2 separate regions of the Mus musculus genome follow, and region 2 is linked to region 1. A link is a contact called in public Hi-C data. All regions are on one chromosome and are shown on one strand. Each heading gives the region's core, a stretch centred on a gene start, on an enhancer-like site or on the middle of the called end of the contact. The rest is flanking DNA. Distances are from core to core; before and after follow the strand shown. Region 1 has its middle 18 kb from the start of Rspo3. Region 2 holds the start of Ncoa7 (nuclear receptor coactivator 7).

What was found. Hi-C and Micro-C count contacts between places; a contact is called where the count stands out from the background.
Region 2: a Hi-C map of adipose-derived mesenchymal stem cells shows a contact between it and region 1, with 5 times the contacts expected there. The contact joins the promoter of Ncoa7 here to the enhancer-like site in region 1. A contact is called at or near these places in 3 of 39 promoter capture datasets (cranial neural crest, maxillary cranial neural crest and second pharyngeal arch cranial neural crest), 1 of 484 Hi-C or Micro-C datasets (adipose-derived mesenchymal stem cells) and 4 of 115 datasets of contacts at active chromatin or transcription factors (extraembryonic endoderm stem cells, large pre-B cells, pro-B cells and 1 more).

What each region holds. Positions count from the first base shown.
Region 1 is chr10:29,550,666-29,556,452 of GRCm38.p6, forward strand. No RefSeq gene overlaps it. Among named protein-coding and RNA genes, the nearest start is that of Rspo3, 18 kb to the left of the region's middle. Within about 2 kb of position 3,901, at least 26 of the 459 cell types and tissues checked have an H3K27ac peak or open chromatin away from gene starts, as enhancers often do. A contact at or near this core is called in adipose-derived mesenchymal stem cells, where this site is marked.
Region 2 is chr10:30,799,818-30,805,008 of GRCm38.p6, forward strand. It overlaps Ncoa7 (nuclear receptor coactivator 7), which reads right to left and starts at 3,509. Exons shown (of 16, transcript NM_172495.6): 1 at 3,012-3,509.

The DNA of each region.
Region 1 (5,787 bases), core at 2,651-5,150:
TATGTCACAGGCATTACATTCATTTATCTACTTTGTAGGTTTACAGGTTATTGTCTGCTTCTTGCTTATGCTGAGCATCTAACCATTCATCAGATGGACAATCACACCTATGGTCACTTGATCTTTGACAAAGGAGTTAAAACCATCCAGTGGAAAAAAAGACAGCATTTTCAACAAATGGTGCTGGCACAACTGGCGGTTAGGATGTAGAAGAATTCGAGTTGATCCATTCTTATCTTCTTGGACAAAGCTCAAGTCCAAGTGGATCAAGGACCTCCACATAAAACCAGATACACTGAAATTTATAGAGGAGAAAGTGGGGAAGAGCCTCGAAGATATGGGCACAGGGAAAAAATTTCTGAACAGAACAGCAATGGCTTGTGCTGTAAGATCAAGGAACGACAAATGGGAGTTCATAAAATTGCAAAGCTTCTGTAAGGGAAAGGACACTGTCATTAAGACAAAAGGCAACCAACAGATTGGGAAAAGATCTTTACCAATCCTACATTTGATAGAGGGCTAATATCCAATATATACAAAGAACTCAAGAAATTAGACTCCAGAGAGTCAAATAACCCTATTACAAAATGCTGTACAGAGCTAAACAGAGAATTCTCAACTGAGGAATATCGAATGGCTGAGAAGCACCTAAAGAAATGTTCAACATCCTTAATCATCAGGGAAATGCAAATCAAAACAATCCTGAGATTCCACCTCATATCAGTCAGAATGGCTAAGATCAAAAACTTAGGTGTCAGCAGATGCTGGAGAGTTTGTGGAGAAAGAGGAACACTCCTCCATTGTTGGTGGGATTGCAAGTTGGTACAACCAGTCTGGAAATCAGTTTGGCGGTTCCTCAGAAAATTTGACATAGTACAACCTGAGGACCCAGCAATACTACTCCTGGGCATATACCCAGAAGATGCTCCAACATGTAATAAGAATACATGCTCCACTATGTTCATAGCAGCCTTATTTATAATAGCCAGAAGCTGGAAAGAACCCAGATATCCCTCAACAGAGGAATGGATACAGAAAATGTGGTACATTTACACAATGGAGTACTACTCACCTATTAAAAGTGATGAATTTATGAAATTCTTAGGCAAACAGACGGATCTGGAGGATATCATCCTAAGTGAGGTAACCCAATCATGAAAGAACACAGATGATATGCACTCTCTGATGAGTGGATATTAGCCCAAGATACAATTTGCAAAACACATGAAACTCAAGAAGAAGGAATACCAAAGTGTGGATACTTTAATCTTCTTAGAAGGGGGAATAAAATACCCATGGAAGGAGTGACAAAGTTCAGAGCAGAGACTGAAGAAATGACCATCCAGAGACTGCCCCACCTGGGGATCCATCCCATAAACATCCACCAAACGCAGACACTATTGTAGATGCCAACAAGAGCTTGCTGACAGGAGTCTGATAAAGCTGTCTCCTGAGAGGCTCTGCCAGTGCCTGACAAATACAGAAGCAGATGCTTGCAGTCATCCATTGGACAGACCACAGGGTCTCCAATGAAGGAGCTAGAGAAAATACTCAAGGACCTGAAGGGGTTTGTAGCCCCATAGGAGGAACAACATGAGTGAACCAGTACCTGCAGAACTCCCTAGGACTAAACCACAAATCAAAGAAAACACATGGTGGGGCTCATGGCTCTAGCTGCATATGTAGCAGAGAATGGCCTAGTTGGTCATCAATGGGAGGAGAGCTTCTTGGTCCTGTGAAGGTTCTATGCCCCAGTATAGGGGAATGCCAGGGCCAGGAAGTGGGAGTGATTAGGTTGGTGAGCAGCGGGAGGGAGGAGGGGATAGGGGGTTTTCAGAGGGGAAACCAGGAAAGGGGATAACATTTGAGATGTAAATAAAGGAAACATCTTATTACAAAAATAAATAAATAAATAAATAAATAAATAAATAAGGAATTACCCATCAAAGTAACTGGGTATTCAGGGTTAATGCACTGATAGGTTGCACAAATGCAATAATGTTTTTAGTACTTATAGAAATGTATGACTTATAAATCCCATATACGTGTGTGTGTGTGTGTGTGTGTGTTTGCACACTTGAGAAAAGAATGGAGGTTGAAGGAGGTAGTATTTTCAGTTCAGGCTCCAATTCCAAGCACTCTGTTCAATATACTTTATAGGTGGTCCCAGGTTCTTCAGGACCAGTAACAACTGGAAACTAGCTAAGAGTCTCATAGTCACAAGCTCTACCATAGCCCTGCTAAATCATTATATATTCAGACAATTTAAAACCCTTTTCCTTCAGGGTTTATACAGAACTTAAAGTTAAAGTAGCTGTGTCCTGACACATACCCCCACCCAAGAACATGGACAGACACCAAGATTGAGCTCCATTACAGCATAATTAAGTCAGAGTTGGTGAATGGTGAATAGGTGTCTATGTGATTTAAACGCTTCCCAGGAGAACTGAGTGTGACCCAGGGTTGGAACTCACTGCTCTACTCATGCTCAAATGGACCTAAAGGCAACTTAAGTGACTTGTTAAGTGAGGAAGATGGGGTGGGGGATCAGAGTCTATTTTGCTAGAACCAGTGCATCCTAAGTCTGACTTTGTAGAGAACGCTGTTTTCTGTGTATTTACCTGTATCTCAGGTTGTTTCATTCTAGTGACCTTTAAGGTGCGCATCATGGTCTATGTCCTTGCAATCTTCATCAGGTGACAAAAGATGAAGAGGGAAACATGAAATTGAGAGAATGGAGGATAAGATAAAGATTCCAAACTACCTGATAGGTGGGGACGAGTGAGGAGGTGGGGCTCCAGTCAGCCAAATCACTAGCTCATGACCAAGAATTCCTGATACACCTAGATGAACAAAGAATCCTAGAGGCTCTCCTTGTTTGGAAAACAGCTGCTGGAATGGGCCCTTTAAAACATGATAGCAAACCACTGGGTAGAATTGTTTTAATCAGAATGATTAGCAAAGTCTTATGATTCAAAGAGAAAGAGGAGCTGTTCTTCAGGTCATGGACTGCTAACTTTTAGGTCTGATTCATCTTTATGTGATTGTCAGAGGAAGGAATATTTACTCCAAGAACACATGACACACAAGGGCAATGCATTTCTAAGAGTAATAGAAAAATTACTTACTGTGTTAGTTCAATCTATCTGTCCCTTGCCACTGAATATCTAGTTAGTTTGATAGGTAATTCTTGAAAAAACTTTGTTTTCTCTCAAGAATTTGTTCAATATCAGTCATTGATTAATAGTGTTATTTTTATGACTATTTTATTGTGGGAAACATGCCATGTATCTCAAGTATCTCCCTACAAAAGTATGTGGGCCACGTGGTAAGGTGCTACAGATAGTATGCAACACTAAAGAGTACAGCTTTTGAAGGGTTTATAGGTTGATTTATTTTCTGTGGGGAGGGGTCAAGGCTTGTATGTGCAACAAGTAAACAGCAACCCAACCGAGAGCACAGATCCAAGTGCCAAATGAGAGACTTGGGCAGGAAGTGCTAAGGACACCATGAGTTCTCTAATTGCCTGTGGTCAAGCTCTGAGTCCTTCTCAGCCTGGCCTGTGGGAACCCGTGGCACTTTTCTATTTCCTCTTCAATTCTCAGGTATAACTTTGATGGTTATTTAACTCTTGGGTCTTACTGGAAACAAAGCAAAACAAAACAAAACAAAAAAACAGTACTTCATAGATAGCCCTGGTGCTTAACTTAAAGGAACTCCCAAATGCCAATGAATAAGCTTATCTAGCTTGAATATCTACAGAAAGTACAAGACCTCAAGATAATTAGCCTTTGTAAGAAGCAGCCAAACTGAACATTTGGCTGATAACTCTTGTTCTGCCTTCTCATTTTAGCAAGGGCTTGTGATTTCCCAACAAAGGCAGTGGGATTGCAAAACAGCAGGACTTTGCTACAGTTAGTAATTAATGAGGTGCTAAAAGTGCCAGAGCAGAGGCTCCCAGACTCAGTGTGTGACTCAAAGGGATATGAAGCACCCAGCCTTTCAAACAAGTGTCAGTTAAATAAACAGAGAGTCAAGCGAGTCCAGTCTGTGGAATGGGAGATGGTGAACTACTATCGGGGGACATCACAAGACTATGTCATACAATATTAGAAAGATTAGTCACTACATTTTGCAAGTTGTGAAAAACTGGAATTTTCCCCCTCCTCCCTCAGTTCTTTAGAAGGTGTGTAATTATCTGCCTTCAGTATTCAGGGGAGTCAAAATGAACTCCTAATCAGCCCTGGTGTTCAAATAAATAACCAATCGGTTACAGTTTCCCACCAGCATGACTTTGCTTTATTCCTTTAATGTATATTAATCAATCAAGTTAATTATTAATATAAGTAGACAAGTCAAAGTACTTAATATATCAACTATAGCTGAGGACGTAAAGAGTAACACGAGCTTCCTTTGCCAGAAGAGCATTATTGAGAAAGAATGACATAAGGTGTCATTTTTTTGCCAAAAATAAAGTGTGTGGTGTTTTCATTTTGTTTAAGAGAAAAGGAATTCTTGAATAAATTCAGATGACTGTTACTAGTTACACTAGTTGTTATGGTTTCTTCTTTCTTATTAATTACAAATTTCTTTATGTAATGGAATTCTGTGGTTGTCTGTACTTTTCTGTAATTACAATCAGGTCTACTGTGGTAAGTTAATAGGTTTCTTCAAAATGATTGCTATATATAAATGTATATATCTCTATAAAATATTATTTATAACATATACATATATACATATTTATTTATCTATCTACAGGCTCCCTATATGACTGGAAGTCCAAAATAATTTGATGAACTTGACTACTTAGCCATGGAGTCCTGTGATTCTTAGATATATTTCTGTTTTGAATGATGTGTGGTACATCTGCTTCAGGGTCACTGACATTTTTTTCATGTTTAACAAATGTACTAAGATTTAACATGCTAAGCAAATGAAAGAACACTTTAAAATACATTCTAGTGTTAATGTTTGTGAGAATTAATCAAGTTCCTGTTGTATTCCTTCACAATATGGAACTAATAAAAGCATGCTGGCCGTAAAAAAGACGACACTTGATATTTATACACTTACAAATGAATATGTGTGCTCATAGAAGCTGTATCTCAGAGAACTGGGTTAGTGTATTTCAAATTGGAGAAATAAATCCTTCATGATGATAGGTTTATCTGATTTGAGAGAATTTATTAAATATGAGCTGATAACAGAAACTAACAGTCTCATGCTAAAGCTATTATTGTGAATTTGGAATTTTAAGACTTTAAATCACACAGACAGTCATTAATGACTTTACAACAGAGATCTCTAGTGCTGGCACCAATGTTCGAATGAGACAGAGATTTAAATCACTTGAGTTTAGTCTTTAAGAAAGACCCCAGTTGCTTTGTTTCTACTCAGCTGTGTTTGGAGGAGGGTTGGTTTTAACACACAAACTTCCCATTTTGACCTGTGCATTGAGAAAAAAAAAATTAATGATGAAGTCTTTTCCTACAACATGCTCTAGAGGGAGTCAAGTCTAAGGAAGTTGTGTTTGAGGGATTTCGAGTACTGTTGGCTATTTTCATGAATTCCTTTCCTTGATGACAATCTGCTTTGACTCTCTCAGTTAATAAAGACTGAGGCCAGGACTTGCTAAGAATCTGGAACTCATGAGGCCAAGGGAGAGGCAAATTCCTGTGTGAATCAATTATCATCTCACAGAGAACATACCCTGTCCCTGTCTCAAACTCAAACTGCTTGGATCAGGTTGTGGACCAATATACACTTTGACATGAATGGAGGGGG
Region 2 (5,191 bases), core at 2,259-4,758, 1.2 Mb after region 1:
GAGGAAGATACAGAAAGACTAGATGCAGAACAGAAGCTTAGAATTGCATTGTTGTGGTGCATGTGGAGGCAGTGTTGCAGCTGGCTCTTGAGGCAAGCCTCAACATATGAGTCACCACACCCTAAAGATGCTACACTTCCATTCAGGACACTGGAGATTTTTAAAAATAAATAAATAAATTAGAAGCTGCATCCTTCTATAACAACAACAGCAACAACAAAAGCTCTCATTTGGTTGACTAATTTCAGAGCACACAGTCAAAGCACATCGTGAAAGTTCTCAAGTTCTAGGTATTAAACAAACAAGTAACTGTCCAGAAGTTAAAAGTAAGATGTCTGTAGGAGTCAGGGGTTGGGGTGGGGAATGATAGCTCAGCTGTCAAGAACTCTGGCAAAGAACCTGGGCTTAATCCCAAACCTCTACATAGTGGCTCACCACAGTTTAGAACTCTGGTCCCAGGAGATACGCCCTCTTCTGCCCTTTATATACACTGCATGCACATGGTGCACAGACTCATCTGCAGGCAAGACACCCACACACATATAAAAACATCATTTTAAAAGAAGTAAAAGGCATATCAGAACTACAGGCTCTCTTAGAAAATAGCAGGTTTTCCAGAACAAACAACACAAATGAATTACTCAATACCCTTGATTATAAGAAAGATTCTAAAATTGCCCCTATCTTTATTGGGCATGGCAGCCTGCTTTATTTTCATACATTATTCATACAAATTGGTTTAATCACACCTTCTCTTCCCACAATATCCTCTGGTCTTCCTACCTTTTATCTAAAAGTTTTTCTTCACCTATCTGAAACAATCCAACTAGATTAGAGAAGAAATAGTACTCTATATGATTTACCACTGTGTGAAAATAGGATTGTGGGTAATATTCTGGATAGTAAGGAAGATGATGCATGGAAATTAGGGTGGGAGAAGGAAAGAAAATGAGTTCCCTGATACATGTGCTAAGGAGAGAAGTTAATGATGGGGGTTGGAGAGATGCTGACTGCTCTTCCAGAGGTCCTGAGTTCAATTCCCAGCAACTACATGGTGGCTTACAACCATCTGGAATAGGATCTGATGCCCTCTTCTGGCATGTTTTAAGAGCAACAGTGTACTCACATAGATAAAAAATAAACAAACCTTTTTTTTTTCTTTTTAAAGAAGTTAATGATGACTCACTACATTATGTGACAGAAAAACAAATGCCAAAGCCCAAACCCTCACAGTGTAAATGGAAGGCAAACAGAAACGGATTTTTTGTTTTTGTTTTGTTTGTCTTTTTCTCCTAAACATTTTCAAGCAGAAAAGACACAGGATCATCTAAAAACCTCAATTTATAGAGAAAATAGCTAAAATGCCATTTCTAAGGTTGAAGATGTTGCTCAAATAGGATTAGCCCAATACATCAGAAGCCTCGAGTCTAATCTTGGATCTGGCTCCTAGCATCAAAAATAAATAAATAAATAAATAAATAAATAAATAAATAAATCTCTATCTATATGATATATATATGAGTTTACTTTGGAACCACAGACGCTTTTAAATGTTTTGTTTCCCTCTTTAGCTTTAACAATATATATATATATATATTAAAAATAAACCACAGCTCAACTTTAAAACAAGTTACCTGTTACTTATTAACCAGATCACTGCTCCTTCTGAAATAACTTAATAGATTTCTTTAAACATAAATTCTGCCTTCTAAATTGTTTTTTTAAAGTAAAATTGAAATGGTATTAATTGCTATAACACTGGAAAGTGGACACGAAGGGAACCTTAACAGAGCCTTGCTGTTGACGCCGGAAATGTCAATGAAAAATAACCAAGTTAGCCTGTTTATAGAAAGAAGCAATTATTTAAAATACAGTTAATTGCACTAGCAACAACAACAACAATCTTATACTATAATTTTAAATGGTTGGGTTATATACAATGTGTATCTTGAAATACAATTTCATTCATTCAACAAATAACCAACAAACAGCTATAAGGCATTCAACATTGGGGAATTAGAGAATGGGAAGAGAAGGGGGGGGTGGTCGAGGAGTAGCAGGGGGAAGAGGACCTGGTAATGATGGTGATTCTGTCCTCTTAGTATTTATATTGATTCAGTTAGCCAAAATCTTTAATCTGAAATAGTGCTTATAAAATTGGAGCTTACAATAACAATTTTTTCAAAATTCTAAACCTTATTGCTTAACGTAAAATCCAAAACGGCAGCCTGAGAGGAAACAATTTTATTAAAAGCCCTAATGTATTACTTTTATTTCAAGAACAGGAAAAAAAGACTCAACCAGATTCTCAGAAAAGCAAGGGTCAGCTCAGAGTTGAAGGCGAGGCCGGAGACAAGACTGCCTCTGCTGGCGCATCTTTCAGAGTCTCAACTCCCGACACCTGTATCAAACTTGCAGCTCTCAAACCCATTGGCTCCAGTCAGCTTTATCCTACGAGAACACGCCAGCCTCATCCATCACCTACCTAGGTAATCTGATTTCTAGAAAGACTTTCCTTAAACTGACACCCAAAATGTTAAAGTGTTTGCACCACTGACTTTATATACCACTCGGCTAGCTGTAAATTACACAAAAATTCATAACCACCCCTAAATACCTCTAAAACAACAACCGTGGTCGTCTACATTTTAGCAAAAAGAACAGGAAGAACGCATTTGCTGATCCTGTTTTTTAAAAATGCAATGACACAATCTACTTGAGCTCGAGAAAAAGGCAACGGTCTCCTTTCAAAGAAGCTCCGCGCCAACCTATCCTTCCAAGCTCTCCCAGCCCCCAACCGAGGGTCCCCTGATTGTTAGCGAGGAGGGTCCAGTGGCCCTGCGCCCCGGCTCGGCCTCGAACGTTCCAAGCAGAGCGTTTCGGGTCCCCCGGGGGCTGCGCCCAGCGCCATTAGTACACCTCGGCAGCCCAGGAGGGAGGCTCCGGTTCTTCCTGGCCGCAGCATCAGCAGCCGGTAGCCTTCAAGGCCTGGCCCCGCCTCGGCGACCTACCTACTGGGCGGGGGCGCGGGCTCCGCGGGTCTGGGCGAAGTGGTTCGGGAGCACGCATTTCTGGGAGCCGTGGCCTCTGCCGCTGGGCGCTGGGAAGCGCATCCTCCGGGGTGGGAGGAGGGGGAGGGCCGGGGAGGGGATCGCCCGCCGAGGAGGAGCTAAGGGAGGCGTCAGGCGCTGCGGGGTGCGCTCCTGAAGGGCTCCGGAGTGCCGATCTGGCCCGAGCAGCCGCCGCCGGGGTGCTCGAGGCCTCGCCCAGGTACCTGCAGCAGCACCCACGGTCAGGGCGCCGGGCGCGAGCTGGGCGGAAGGCGGGGAGCTGCGGTGGCGCGACGCCAGCCCGGCGCCCGCCTCTAGCTCCGCCCGACCCGGGGCGCGCGCTGCACTCGTCTGCTGCGGCTGGGACCCGGGAGCTCAGCCGACCGCCTTAGCGATGCGGGCTGCAGCTGCGACATCTTGCCTGCCCCGTGCGACCTCGGAGCCGCAGGCTGGACAGCCTCGAGGTGGCTCGGGCCCCCGAACCCTGGGCCCAGCGGCTCCGCCCCGGAGAGCTGCGCGCGCGGCCTCCGCAGGCCCCGGCCATTTGTGACGCTGTGATGGTCAGGCAGTCAGTGAACCGAGTACGGTCTGCTTACCTGGCCCCTAATCTTATCCCTTTTAGCTGGCTCCTGTCTGGATCTTGGAGGGAAGTTAGCGCTTATGGGCACATGTGGAGTTAGAGCCCTTGCTGGAGCCTTAAAGTCCTTTTACTTCACCTTCCAGCTCTAGGACTAGGGGCAACCATAAATTCATCCTCTGTCATTTCCAGCATTGCCTTTGGCAAAGAGGCCCACTGTCTTCTTCTGTCCCCGGTACAACATCCTATAAGCTGCCCAATTGTAAACCTTATAGCCAAGGCAATGCGATGTAGCAACGGGCAGTTCAGCTGGCTCTTGGCTGGGGCTGGAGAGCAGCTGAGTGGGAAGGTTTTTTTGTTTTTTCTTTTTTTTTTTGTATGAGCCCAGGGCCCTGTTTCTGTGAGCTTCCAACCTGTATTGGACGCTGTTCCCTTTACAGTCCAGTGGCTATAACTGCAAGATGACTCGGAGGATCTGATCGTGAAGATCACTCTTAAATACAGGAAGAAAAAAGTGTGTGTGTGACAGGTGTGTCCTAAGCCATCAACACACACAGTACATAGAGGCTTCCCCAGGTTGCTGCTGCTTCTTGGTACTGCCAGTCTCTCTGGAGGGTGGAGCAAAGCCCTTAGCAGCCATGACTCTGAGATTTCAGCAGCAGATGATGTTACATGGTCATGCAAATATGGAATCACTTCCTGGTTTTGCACTGACCATCTGTAAATTCTGACATCGGGTTTGCATGTTTATGCTTTGAGTAGGAGACACTTCTTTCTGTGTTCTTTACACCCCTTTTGGTATCAACCTTGAGTGCAGGCTCTGCTGCAGGTACTGTTCCCACCCTTTAACTCGGTCAGCACCCTTTTGTGCCTATGAACCCAAGGTTCTGACGAGAAATAAAATAGGCCTTGATTTCTTTTCTCTTAGGCAAAAGTATAACTGAGTATGTGTTCAAAGTGGTGACTTGCTGATAGAGTGTTCCCCAAGTTTTCCAATGCAATGCCAAACAATGACACTGTCTTCATTATCTCCCCTGGAAGTACATGATGGATCACATGCTAAGGATAGTTTGTCACTAAAGTGAAAGTCTGAATAGAATGGGGAGTTGTACTCAAATGGTTGGGATTGGGGGTGCTTCTAATTTAAAGATTCTTTGGTCATTCTTTTTTGTGACTGAGTATTGACTGATTCTTCTGAGTATTGACTGATTCATCTGAGTCTTGTCTTCACACAGAAATCGGAATTAGCATCGTCTACATCCCTCTTATCCAGAATAGTACCCATCAGTCAAATGTGTTCATTCAAACTTAATGAAATACAATTGTTACGACTTCCAGTCTGTTAGTTATACATATAAGTTCTAAAAAGACAAATAAAGCTTGTGATTGCCTTTTGGACAACACAGGACCCAACATTTCCTTATTACAGGGAATTCTTCTGGAATGCTTGCCAGATTTCAATGGGTAGGAAAGATATACAGAAAGAATTGGAGGTAATTTGGGTGCAGCTAGATCAAATACTATTAGAATATATACATAAGAGCATGATAATCCTTAAGAATTC